Linked DNA regions of Columba livia: region 1 is linked to region 2. A link is a contact called in public Hi-C data. All regions are on one chromosome and are shown on one strand. Each heading gives the region's core, a stretch centred on a gene start, on an enhancer-like site or on the middle of the called end of the contact. The rest is flanking DNA. Distances are from core to core; before and after follow the strand shown. Region 1 overlaps URB2 (URB2 ribosome biogenesis homolog). Region 2 overlaps GALNT2 (polypeptide N-acetylgalactosaminyltransferase 2).

The links. A called contact is a pair of places that touch in the nucleus more often than the background predicts.
Region 1: a contact with region 2 is called in a Hi-C map of liver, with 3 times the contacts expected there. The contact joins two enhancer-like sites. A contact is called at or near these places in 2 of 2 Hi-C or Micro-C datasets (crop and liver).

What each region holds. Positions count from the first base shown.
Region 1 is chr3:76,796,825-76,802,485 of bColLiv1.pat.W.v2, forward strand. It overlaps URB2 (URB2 ribosome biogenesis homolog), which reads right to left. Exons shown (of 9, transcript XM_005508634.3): 9 at 2,721-3,454. The coding sequence ends at 3,257. Among named protein-coding and RNA genes, the nearest start is that of URB2, 19 kb to the right of the region's middle. Within about 2 kb of position 2,992, at least 1 of the 3 cell types and tissues checked has an H3K27ac peak away from gene starts, as active enhancers do.
Region 2 is chr3:76,624,000-76,630,318 of bColLiv1.pat.W.v2, forward strand. GALNT2 (polypeptide N-acetylgalactosaminyltransferase 2) reads right to left here. Exons shown (of 16, transcript XM_065057735.1): 8 at 5,289-5,376; 9 at 1,508-1,595; 10 at 632-735. Among named protein-coding and RNA genes, the nearest start is that of GALNT2, 75 kb to the right of the region's middle. Within about 2 kb of position 2,767, at least 2 of the 3 cell types and tissues checked have an H3K27ac peak away from gene starts, as active enhancers do.

The DNA.
Region 1 (5,661 bases), core at 1,742-4,241, 170 kb after region 2:
AACAAACACCACACCCAGAGTCACAGGCTGAGCCTGTGGCACAGCCAGCAGGACCCTGATGTCCCAGCCAGTAGGAACCTGATGTCCCAGCTGGCAGGACCCCGAGATCCCAGCCAACAGGATCCAGACATCCTAGCCAGCAGGACCCCGATGTCCCAGCCTGAGAGCTCTGCCTACGGGAGGTATTTCTATTATCGCAGCAGCAGCAAAAGCCCTCAGAAGAGATGGGCTGCGTCAATACTTGGAAACTGGACAAGTTTACCTGGTGCAGAAGCCTGTAAGGACTGTGCTTTTAGGGTCACTTGCACAAAGCTAACACTCAAGTGAAACAAAGGTCCCAATCCTGTCCTTTAGCCCTGAGATGGTGCTTCATCCGAACCATTTACCTTCCCAGTGCTCAGAGCTCGTCAACTAACCCGGCCTAGGAGAAGTTACTCCAAATCTGTGCTTTCAGAGGGTGCTCCTGTACGCTTGCAGGATGGCTCCATCGTGTGACAAAAGAAGAACACTGCACCCACAGGGGAATGGGCTCAATAACAAAGCCTGCTTTCTCAGCAGGTGGTCCTCTGCCAGTGACTTAATTTATTCTAGCTAACACCCAGAGCAGTTCTTGGACAAAGACATAGGATTAGCAAGTGAAATACAGCCTTCTTTTTAACCCCTTTGTACCTCCTACACAGAAATGCTGCTTTGTGTTTCAGAACTCCACTGCTTAGCCTGGAGTACGGATGTGGGATAAGTGACAGTTACACAGTGTATTTAAAATAAAGATTTGTGGCAGGGTTTCAATGTTTCATTCATGCAAGCACTGTGTCCTTTTTAATAGTAGGAGTTCGTTAGCTCCCTCACCCCTGTCCACGTCAGTTACACATTTTCACTTCCAAGCCAAGAAGTTAACATTTTTTTACAGTTACTATTAATTAAAGAAACTGGGTATTAACTCAAGTAGTTTACTTCCTTTAAAGCCATGAGTAAGATGTTATTTACTGTGTGGTCTACACTCAGCTTTTGAGCTATGTGTGTGGCTTGCAACCATCTGGCTACATCAGAGGAGCCTTGACAATTACATGCCAGAGATGCTACCTCACTTTCCTCCCCTGCTCCAAACCTAGCTCTCCTTTTTTCACTGTTCTTTCCAGATGCTCTCCCAACACTCATAACCTTCCCTCATTTCACTAGTGTATTAACTGGGAGGAAGAGAGGCAGGTGCTGATCTCTTCTCTTTAGTGACCAATGACAGAAGCCAAGGGAATGGCAGGAAGGTATGCCAAGGAGGTTTAGGTTGGACATTAGGAAAAGGTTCTTCCCCCAGAGGGTGGTGGAGCACTGGAACAGGCCCAAGTCTGGCAGTGTTCAAGAAGACCGGACAATGCCCTCAGACACATAGTGTGAGCTGTGGGGTTGTCATATGCAGGGATAGGAGTCGGACTCGATGATCATTGTGGGTCCATTCCAGCTCAGGACGTTCTGTGATTCTATGGTTCTGTCTTCAGCCTGGAGACCTCCCCACCTTGGTGCCCATTTGGCTGCACCCAGCTCATACACATTTCCCTTCTGGGACCAACCAGGCACTTCAGTGCCACACAGCCTGCTGGGGCAGCAGTAATTGCCCTTCACAACACTGGCCCACATCAGCTTTTCACCTTTGAAATAAAATACAGAAATGGTAGTGGTGTACAGCATCCACCTTAGATGAAGTTAGCTTGCTTCGTTAGCAGCCCATATGATGCTGTGCTTTGCATTTATGGCTAGAACAGTGTTGATAACATACCACTGCTGTGGCTGCTTCAGAACAGGGCTTGCTCAGTATTAAAGCTTTCTCTCCATGCTTCTTGTTCAGGACATGAGGAAGATCATCTCCAATCCAAAGGATGAAGTTTAGCCAGCACAGGAGGCTCCATAAGGCAAAGATGAAGTGCCTTGTCAGGATCACAGCCAGTGGGGCAGTGCAGGAGGAGGAGGAAGGGCTTCATGTCAGACAGCAGCTGCCCTGCCCTGCCCTGCCTGCCCTGTGGTCCAGCTCCACCTGCCTTGGCTCCCCCACAACCCCGCTCACCTCCTGTGTCTGTGCCACGTGTGGTCTCCCACCACAGCCAAACTTCATCCTTTGGACCTTGCTCTGAGGCAGAAGGGCCTAGTAAAAGCAGTAAGCCATATTCCAGTCTTCCTCTGCCCTGTCTGTAGATTAAAGCAGATAATCATGCGAGAGTATTGAGTTCTTACTAACTGCATGCACATGCGAAGACTGTTTTACCACTTAAGTAAAAGTTTGGATCTTTAGCCTCTAACATTTCAACAAAATAAACTTCTGTAGTCTAAGCTAATGAAAGGCAGCTATTTCATAAAGCTTCTTACACGCTCAAATGTGATTAATTTACCACAGCTTATTAAATTACTGTCAGCTGAGCTGCAGTAAATCCGGGGCTTGCTCTTGACCTAGAGTGAATGCAAAGCACCAAAGCTTGGCTTAGACCAAAGAGGCCTCAGATAGGTCTTGGTACTTAGCATTTGTCACAAGATAAAAACGTACACCAAGAGTGAGCGCAGCTCAGATGACCACGTGTAATTGCTTAATGACAGTAAATCGACCAGAGCTCTAAGCAGTCAGTCTTTTTGATTATCATGAGATCACAGGGTAATTAAGTTGGAAAGGAAATTCAATAGGTCAGACCAGGTTGCCCAGGGCTGGATTAAAGAGCAAAACTAACCAAGCAAAGATATACAAACTTTCAAATTTTTTACTGTATTTCCACAGTTTTGCACAGTAGCCTACACACAGCGGTGTAACATTCACGAGTTTCTACAGTAACAAAACATAAAATAACAGGGCATAAAAATAAGCACTTTAACTGCTTTAATTCTGCTTACCATGTAAGCGAGGAGTTCTAACCCTCACTGGCTTTTACACCAGACTATTGCTTCCACAGAAAAGCACTGTGATGTGCCAAAGCCTGACATCTGCTGCCAGACTGCAGCTTGCTCCCCAGGGCTCCCAGAGCACTCACCAGGGCCAGCACAGGTGCAGCAGTTCTGCTGTGTGTGGCACGCAGCAGGACCAGAGCTAATAGCACACCCTCCCTCCCCGCTCCCCTTTTCCCTTTACGAAGCCTGGCTGTACAGAGACAGATGCAATTCATGTTTACAGGACCCTCTTCAGATTTGACCTTACTCGTTGTCCCAAACCAAAGTTACTGAGGATTTTCTGAGCACTGTATGATCAATTAATAACTGAGTATGCAGCACCAGGCAGGATTCATCATGCAGTATACTTTTCCTCCCCCTGTTTTTTTGCTTTGTGGTAGTGGTTGTAATCACTATACAGATCCTTAAAGACCTCCCTTACACCTGCTGGTAGTGATGCATTTAAGAACTTGATGTCTCGTTCAATGCAAAGGTCAAGGATGTGATATATCCCTTCTGTGAGATGTTTCTTCACAGCCGGGTGCAAAGTCACCTACGAGAAGAACAGAATTGCATGAAACTTGAAGACAAAAAGGCAAAAAACCACCCCTTCCACAGTCAATATACATTAAATGCTGACAACATGTTATCCATTGCATCAGACCATCTGGAACAGTCCATTAGATAAAATCTGAGATTTTGACTTGTGCAGTATTTTCCTGATTTCTGCAAACATGTTTTGCAGAACAAGCATTCCCCTGGCAATGAAATGCACAGGAGTGCTACTGTACACATTGCTGAGGAGGCAAAGACACTGATGATCTTGAAATCACATGAAAATTCATCAGCAGAACAACTGTAATTAAAAAACTATAAAATTTATTTTTTATAACCTGCTCTGGATTACACATTCCAGTAGATTCTGTATGTGTCATACTAGCTGTATGCTACTAAGTCTCAGTTTCAAATGAGTGCTTCCTTTAGGCTACTCCATAAGCTACTTTGGGTAGTCAATCCATTTTAACTTATCATTTAATAACTTGATATTAATCTAACAGTTTATATCTGAGGACTTCAATGTATAAGCCTGCATAAAATAAGCCTTCAAAGAACTCAGGAGATGTGCGTTTCCTTTATCTGTTTTAACATCAGAAATCAGGTCCCTTGCCTGAAGACAGGCAGGAAGTTGAAGGAATACACCAAGTGACTGAGGACTCAGTGCCCTGCTCCTGCCATTACCCCTGCTCAACCCCTCAACTGGCAGAACAACCGCTACAACCAGGAACATCAGTGCTGACTCTATTGCTCCAGGATAACTGGAATTTGTCCTGTGCTCACAATCACTTGCTAAATACTTCACTGCCTGAGGTGGTGCTGGCCTTTGGCATAATCACATTATTTTTCTGCACAACCATGTCTTTGCTGAATCCCATGATTAGCTTTATGCCTCCAGACCTGAGCATCTGCACCCCAGGCCTAATGAAAATTACATTAAAAGCTGTCATTAAAATTCAGACTTCTTTCTTCCTGAGGCAACTAATAAACTTTTCACTAATGAAGTGAACTCCTAATCACTCTGACAGGCTCCTGCTCTCCTTCTGCCCCAAACATAAAACAGCTAGTATGTTTTATTAGACCTGCTAACATAGCCAGGAAAAACATAGAGCAGGCATTAAGACACGTAAGCCTTTCTTTAGGTTCGTGACCCCAATGAGTTTGCACGTCCAGAAGTTTGACATTTTTCCCCTCTACATCAGTTGCTCTATTGGCTGGTTTACAACAGATGTTATTTCTCCCCAGGCCATGCACTAAAGTAACAAAACAGTTGAGCATCACAACTCCCCGTGAATGCTTTGGGCCAGCCTCTCCCTTCCCAGGGCAGAGAAATCACTGCAGAGAATGAGCACAGGAAAACACACAAATATTGACAAGATGGACCAGCTGTCTCACTTGGGATAAGGAGATACCGCAGAGCTGCAGTTAATGGAACTGCACCCCTCACATCACAAATTAATCTGGACTCATGCCCTATCTGGGCCATTCCTGCTTTGTAGTGCAGTTACCCATAAACACCCTCCAATAACACTGTGGGAAGCAGAACCAAAGATTTAAACAGCTGCCACTACCGGCTGCCAGTTAATTATGCTTGTAAGTGTTTTATGGTGTACATAGTTAGCACAACCAATTTGTCAAGCGTTACAGAGCTCTTGATGTGAGACATCAAATGTGTGAAGAGATATTTCACTATTGCTGAGTTAAGCAACAGCTCATAGGCAACAAGGGAAAAGCACTGTCAACAGTATGAAAGAGGCTATAGATGCCACCCACTCCAGCAAGGAACCGTTCTAGATTAACACAAAATATTTCACAAGGATATCTTATTTCCTGGTATAAAGAGGAAGCACTGAGGGAACTGTTACACTGCTACTTTACGAGTAAGTGGACGTTTAGGCCCATGGCTTTCACCAGTTTTAGTCTGCAGACACTTAAAAGGGTTCCAGCAAGTGTGCAGATGCCCCTATAAAGATTTAAATCTACCAACATGTTTTCCACAGTTACCTTTGATGGAGCCCCATGGTCTTCAGATCACAGGCTGAAAGCCACTGATCTGGACTCAGAAGAATGACTAAAGGAGTGTATGTGAAAGATGTGTGATTCCCTAAGACAGGCGTGCTGAGGCCTCCCCTTCCTCCCTTATCCATCAATTCTCACCAGCCTAATGAGCAAATCATCGCTCACTTGTGCTCTATCTATTCTGTC
Region 2 (6,319 bases), core at 1,517-4,016:
AAGGAACTAGAAAAAAAAAAAGCCTTCTCAACCATAATTATCTCATAGTGCTAAATAAGGGTTTAAAATTTAAAAAATCACTAAGTTTAGATGCCAGGCAGTATTGCAGTATTGTATTATTAATGTTAAGAAGCAGATTATTCTTCAGTCAGCTAAGTATTAATTGATTTCTTAAGACGCATGTAAGAACATTAAACTCGAACTCCTGTGTTCCACTTTTCAAGATTAAATTTCAGCAACATCTTAAAACATACCTTAAATTGGCAGCATTTAAACATTATTTTATTTTAACCGATAACTTTAGATGAGGATGTGACTTTCAAACAAAATAGCATGTTTGAAACAATTTCCTGTCTACATCCTGTATTTTTTTATCACCCAACTTCCATTATGAAAAAGTTCACTATTTAATGAACAAATACTTTTATTCTCCCATATTTAGCACATAAATCCTACCTTGCTTTAATTCTTTCATTGAAATAAATCATCTGGATTTTGTTAATAATGCATGTGAAGTTTCAACTCTAGTTTTAACCCTCTTTATGTCACAGAATCATGGTCTTCCTGATTTTGTGTAATGATGAAACCTGCATTCTTTCAAGACTGATCCAAAAGTAAATAATATACATACCTAAGTTTTCTCCACCCCAAACATCCATCATCATGTCATACTTCCCTAGTTCTTCAAAATAGGATTTGTCCATCACAAATAATCCACCAGCTATCATGGGTGTCCTAAACAGACAAGAAAAATTAAATACTTCCAGAACCATAAACTGTGAGGTTATTATTTGCATCTCAAGGTTAATATCTCTCTGAAAAAAATGCAATACTTCCAAATGCAACTAATTTTGCATCTATCACTTTAAATGTTGTGTGCACACACTTTCTATGGCACATATACCCTGTTTCCCCAAAAATAAGACCTACCCTGAAAATAAGCCCTAGCATGATTTCTCAGGATTTTTGAGGATGCTTGAAATATAAACCCTACTCCAAAAAGAAGCTCTAGTTACAGTTCACAAAAAAAGTCAATTTAAATAGTGTCCAGGCAGCTATACACGTAAAAAGTAACATCTTTGGAGCGAAAACTAATATAAGACCCTATCTTATTTTCAGGGAAACGGGGTAACACTACAACCACCTTCTGAGGTAGCTTCCAAAGCCCCATTTGGCTCACATGCTCTTTATGTAAAGGGTCACAATTTGTACCAGTAATAAAAACATTAAAACTGATGCTGTAGTTTTAGCCCTCAAAAGGTACCAACTTAACAAAAAGCAGATTGTGGTTCATTTAAAGGGTAAATAATCTACCAGCATGCTTTAAAGTATTTCTTAAAATACAACTTATTTCTGAGAGTCTCATAATGCTACACAATAATGAAGTTTCAATATTAATGAAAGATAGAGTAAAGATCCCTTTCAGAGTCAGAGAATATGATTGCTAGCTTTGTTTAGTTGCAAACTACAATCTAATAGAGGGAGAAGCGGTGGTATACAGACATACTTTATGGGAGCAACTGGATTTCCTTGCCGTGCTCTTCTTTGCTCTGGTGTCATGTAATCCCACTTGAACACCAGGTTCCAATCAAAGCCTTCAAGAAGAAAAAGATTAGAGAAGGACGTTAAAAAGACTCTGGTCATCATTCAACTTGTAGTAACATAATGTTCACTGAAAACACCGGGAACTGTAATTTAAATGAAAAATTTTAAATGTGTACAAACTTCTGTGTAGAAAACAAACAAGTAGGAGTCCAGATAAATGGCAAATAAGTTGACAGGACAATAAAAAGTAATATCTAATACAAAATAGCTTTGATCTCTCTTGCTGCCATCTACTACACATAGTAAGAAACCCAATCAGCAAGTGACAAAGCAAAAGCCTCATATTAATCCAATGTCTCATTTCATCAAATAGAACACCATATGATGATCTTCCAACCATTACAAATGCTCCCAAAAGTCTTTTACTGTACAATTGCATTTCAACTTGATGACATATGTTTACACAGGCTTTATGCAGCAGTTAGTATTCCTTTATCAGCAGGAGCTCTCTATGGTGAAGGTCACAACAGGTTATGTAGCTCCCACTTATTAACATTCATTTATCTTCCTGCTTTCCCACTACACACTTCTAAGTGCACCTTTATTTAAATCTGAGACAAGCGCTACAGAGCCAAAATCTTACTTCCTTTATGTAAGTACCTATGTGTGTGTACACGCAGCAACAGCTGGTCTGGTCCTTCAGTGAGTTAAGCACAGCAGCACATAGCAGCCACTAGAATAATGACCAATAGGTCACCTACAGCAATATTCTATCCAACAAGCATTTGAATCACCACCTTTAGGCAACGATGCACAGCTGGTGTAAGACAAACTTCCTATAGGAAACACTTTCATAACCCCTTTTAAGATGGGTTATGCCCAGGAGCATGAACATCTATTAAAAAGCTACACAAGGTCCGTCTCCCTCTTCCAGTACACCTAGCAAACCAGCCTCATACAGACTGCCTGCTGCCAGACATTTATATCCTATGAGGTCATGTAATGAATGATTTCCAGATTTCTGGTGCACAGATGTCAATAGTTTTCTTTCTCCAGCATAAAGATAAAGCAATTACCTTGTGGGGAAGTGGGGGAAAAGTGAAGGTAGCCAGACAACAAGTACAGTCCTACAAACTGTCTGTATTCGTAAACGTGCATACTAATGATTGATGTGGAGAGTTGAAAACTAAACAGTTTTCATTTTATCTCACAAGACATTTATCACGCACAATACAGAAATTACCCTGAACAGTCTTTACAGCATGCATGTCAACTCTGTCTCTCCACAGTTAAGTATTTCATGAAGTGTTGCACTGTAAAAATGAAAGACTGTCTAACTACTCCAAAACTCCAAGTAGCAAAACCGTAAAATGACTACAATCGATAGTACCATAAAGCCTCCAGCATGAAAAGTAAAATGAGCTCCACTATTTCCATGCAGTTAAAAAGTCGCATTTCATCATACATACCCAGCAAAATTACTTGCATCTGGGGGAACTTGAAAAAAAACTACCGCTCTCTGGCAGAAGCAGTACAGATAGAGTTACGTATACTCTAGTGAACACAAGGGGTCTCTTCTGGAACACAGCACTCTGTTACAAACTCTGAACATGTGTATAAATTGTCTACCCATAAAAACTGTCTCCATTTTCACTGACTCTGGGAAAAATCTGTACTCAATCAGATAATATCAGTAATTCTGTAAAAGGAGTTTTTCTAAACACAAGTGCATATCCACTATGAAATTCTATCCAGTGTAAACTGCATCATAGGCATACTCTAAATTATTAGATCTCAGTTAACTACAGTTTATTCCAGAAATTGAAGTGTTTCTCAGGGCAGCATAAACACTTTTGCAAATCCCCCCTCAACAAAAAATTTGTAACATGAAGTGCATGGATTTAGTATTGGCTAGACATGGGGAATTTTTTTTAGCCCTGTCTCCTTTAAAACCTTCGTAGCATTTGCTAGGTTGCTTGTCTTGGGTGATTAAGTCCTTTCAAAACAGACCAGGCACAAATGCTGTCCCAGCTGTCTCAACCCTCCATGCTTCAGATACTCTATCTCAGGTTGAAAGCATAGCTTGGTTTTCCATGTTTAGACTTGGCCCAGCGAAAGTGTCCCATGACATCAAACATGGTAGTGCCTGTAACATGGTAATCTGTCCTTTGGGAACTGAAAAGAAATATATTATTCATGTTTCAAGAGACACCCAAATGGCCTTAAACACTGGTATGTGCAAAATTTCTATTGTTAATATTAAAAAAAAAAAAAACAAAAAACCCAAAAAACCAGCTTCTCACTCCTCAATCCAGAAGTACAGAGGTTCCATGCACTTAAAAAATTAAAACATCTATTTCTGTTGCATACAAGGGGAGAAAATGAGCACTAAAAATTAAAAAAAAAAGAAAAAAAAAAGGAGAAAAGGGAAACATACTTCCAAAGATAAAGCAGTAACAAGTGAAACGATCTCTCAATCTTCTTTCACTTCACTTGGGAAGAATTAAAGTGTGCGAACCTTGCAGGAACCAAGCAAAGGTTTCAGTGAAAGAACTCCTCCTCCTACTGCAGGCAACAATAAAAGCCACATAATGGTATAGAGATTTCCATGCTTGAGGCATAATGAATAGATTGGGTAAAAGCCTTAAGGTTTTAAAAAAGCTGGCACTCAGATAATAGCACAGACCTATACATTAGCATACTGTGAATATATGCACTGTAGGTGTTACTTCAGGATGTTAATTAAAAGGACATAGAACCTCTCACCTCCACATCACTGACTGGAAATTGCACCCTATGTGACATTATGCAAATATTGCTTTTATTGTAGTTTACTGGAACAACACCTGGAAGCCAGTTAGAGACTAGTAACTGACAGAATAGGCTTGGAATTAGTTTTTCCTTCCACGCTCAAGAAAGCCCATTCAGAAAAAGCTGAAACACTGCAGAAACAGCACTGCATAATTTCTGTATTGTGGCTCATTTTATATCTTTGTGCAGACAGTTCAGTCAAAAAAAGGGAGGGGGGGAAGAAGAACAGCTATTTTAAATACTAGATTCTTGCTTACAGTGAAAAAAGGGGAGGATTTTTCTTGGGGGCAGAGAGAGTTTCACAAGTCTTTTTAATATTTGCTCTCAACGGTTTACACTAGCTAGACACAGTGAAACTAATATATCTAAATTCAATTTAACAGGAAATTTTGTAACTGTAAAGGTATAAACACCACAAATTTCAAGGTCACATGATACTCTCTTCACAATTACAGATCATGGCTAACAAACATTTATTTTTAAAACACATTCCAAAGCTTTCTGCTTATTCAGAAGATTTTAATTTTTTTAAGCAAACCAGCATCTTGAAAAAGCTCATAGGCACTACATTGCTGATGGGCTTTTAAGCTAGGGAGCAATTAAAGCCTGTCTTATCTAAAAAGAGAATCATAAACCCTGGCCATAAGCTGCTTCTGACATGTACACAGTCCTACAAACATTGGAGTGAGCACTGCACATAGGTAAAAGGCAGCACAAACTTATAAGAATTAGAATAATCAAGAGGACCTGTTTTAAAGCAAAAGACAATAAGGCCAATTAAAATCCAACCCTAGAAACAACTGACCTACAGAACTTAAACCATGAGCAGGAAGAACCATATGTTAACTGCCCATTCCACAACTGCAGTGATTATGAGCTTTGATTCTTGATGCTTTTTTTTTTTTAATTTGTATTCCAGTACAGGTACATACCGCCTTTTAAATCAGCTGACGCCCCCACGTACTGGAAGTTGTCCATATTAATTACATCAATAATAGGAGACACAACTCTGGTCTTGTCCTAAAATAAATATTAGAAAGTAATATTGAAATAATGAAATCAATATATAAAGATGCAGGTAGGATGAGATATTGATCAGTTCAGCATGATTTCATGAGCACATCTCCCACAGCTCTCCCCTTACTTCAGCTGATGGCTCTGAAGAGCCAGTGCTGTGAACAGCATCGCTCAGCCCTGCTGCAGAAAGCAGAAACCACACAATGTGGCTTTGAATCCTCTTTCTGATCCAGTCTACTCAGAGTAATCACCCTCTTCTGACTTGCTCTTGAAGAAGGCAGCAAACTTGTAGTTTTAAAGGCAGCCAAGCAAACAGTGCTTCCATTCTTACTTTTAAAACCAGCTCAAAGAAAAGCAGCATCCAGGCAAGTCATATTTTCCACAGCAAATCTCTAGCCATGCGGTCTACTATGGTCTTACTGTTATTTCAACCTTTAAGGAACACTTAGGCCTTCCTGCAGTCAGAAAAGTCTTAGGTTAATGCTACCCCATTTCACACTAGAAGAATCACACTTCACAAGCAGATACTTAGATAGGAAAGAGAACCTAAAAAAAACCCTCAAACTGCTGAATGCTCTTAATCTCCAGCAGCCAAAATTCCAGCAGTACAGACACCACATTCCTCTGACCAACCATGGTCTCGTATACTGTTCTGAGTGAGGTTAATTACCTTGGCTGATGTTTTTTGTCAAAATAGTTTAAGAAAAAAAACCCAGAAGTCTCTCCAAAAACTCAACATTCATCAACCAGCAGGATCGCAAGACATCAGTAGCCTAAAAAAAGCACTCATCTAATATTAGAAAAGCAATATCACGGTTAAGCCAGTTTGTTTCTGTGACTTATTGCGGGCAATTTACATTTACACAGTGAGGCAAACTTGTACTCTAATTTTATGGAACATTTTGCTTGAGTTCAAAATAAAATTTTGAGCTCCATAATTTAACAT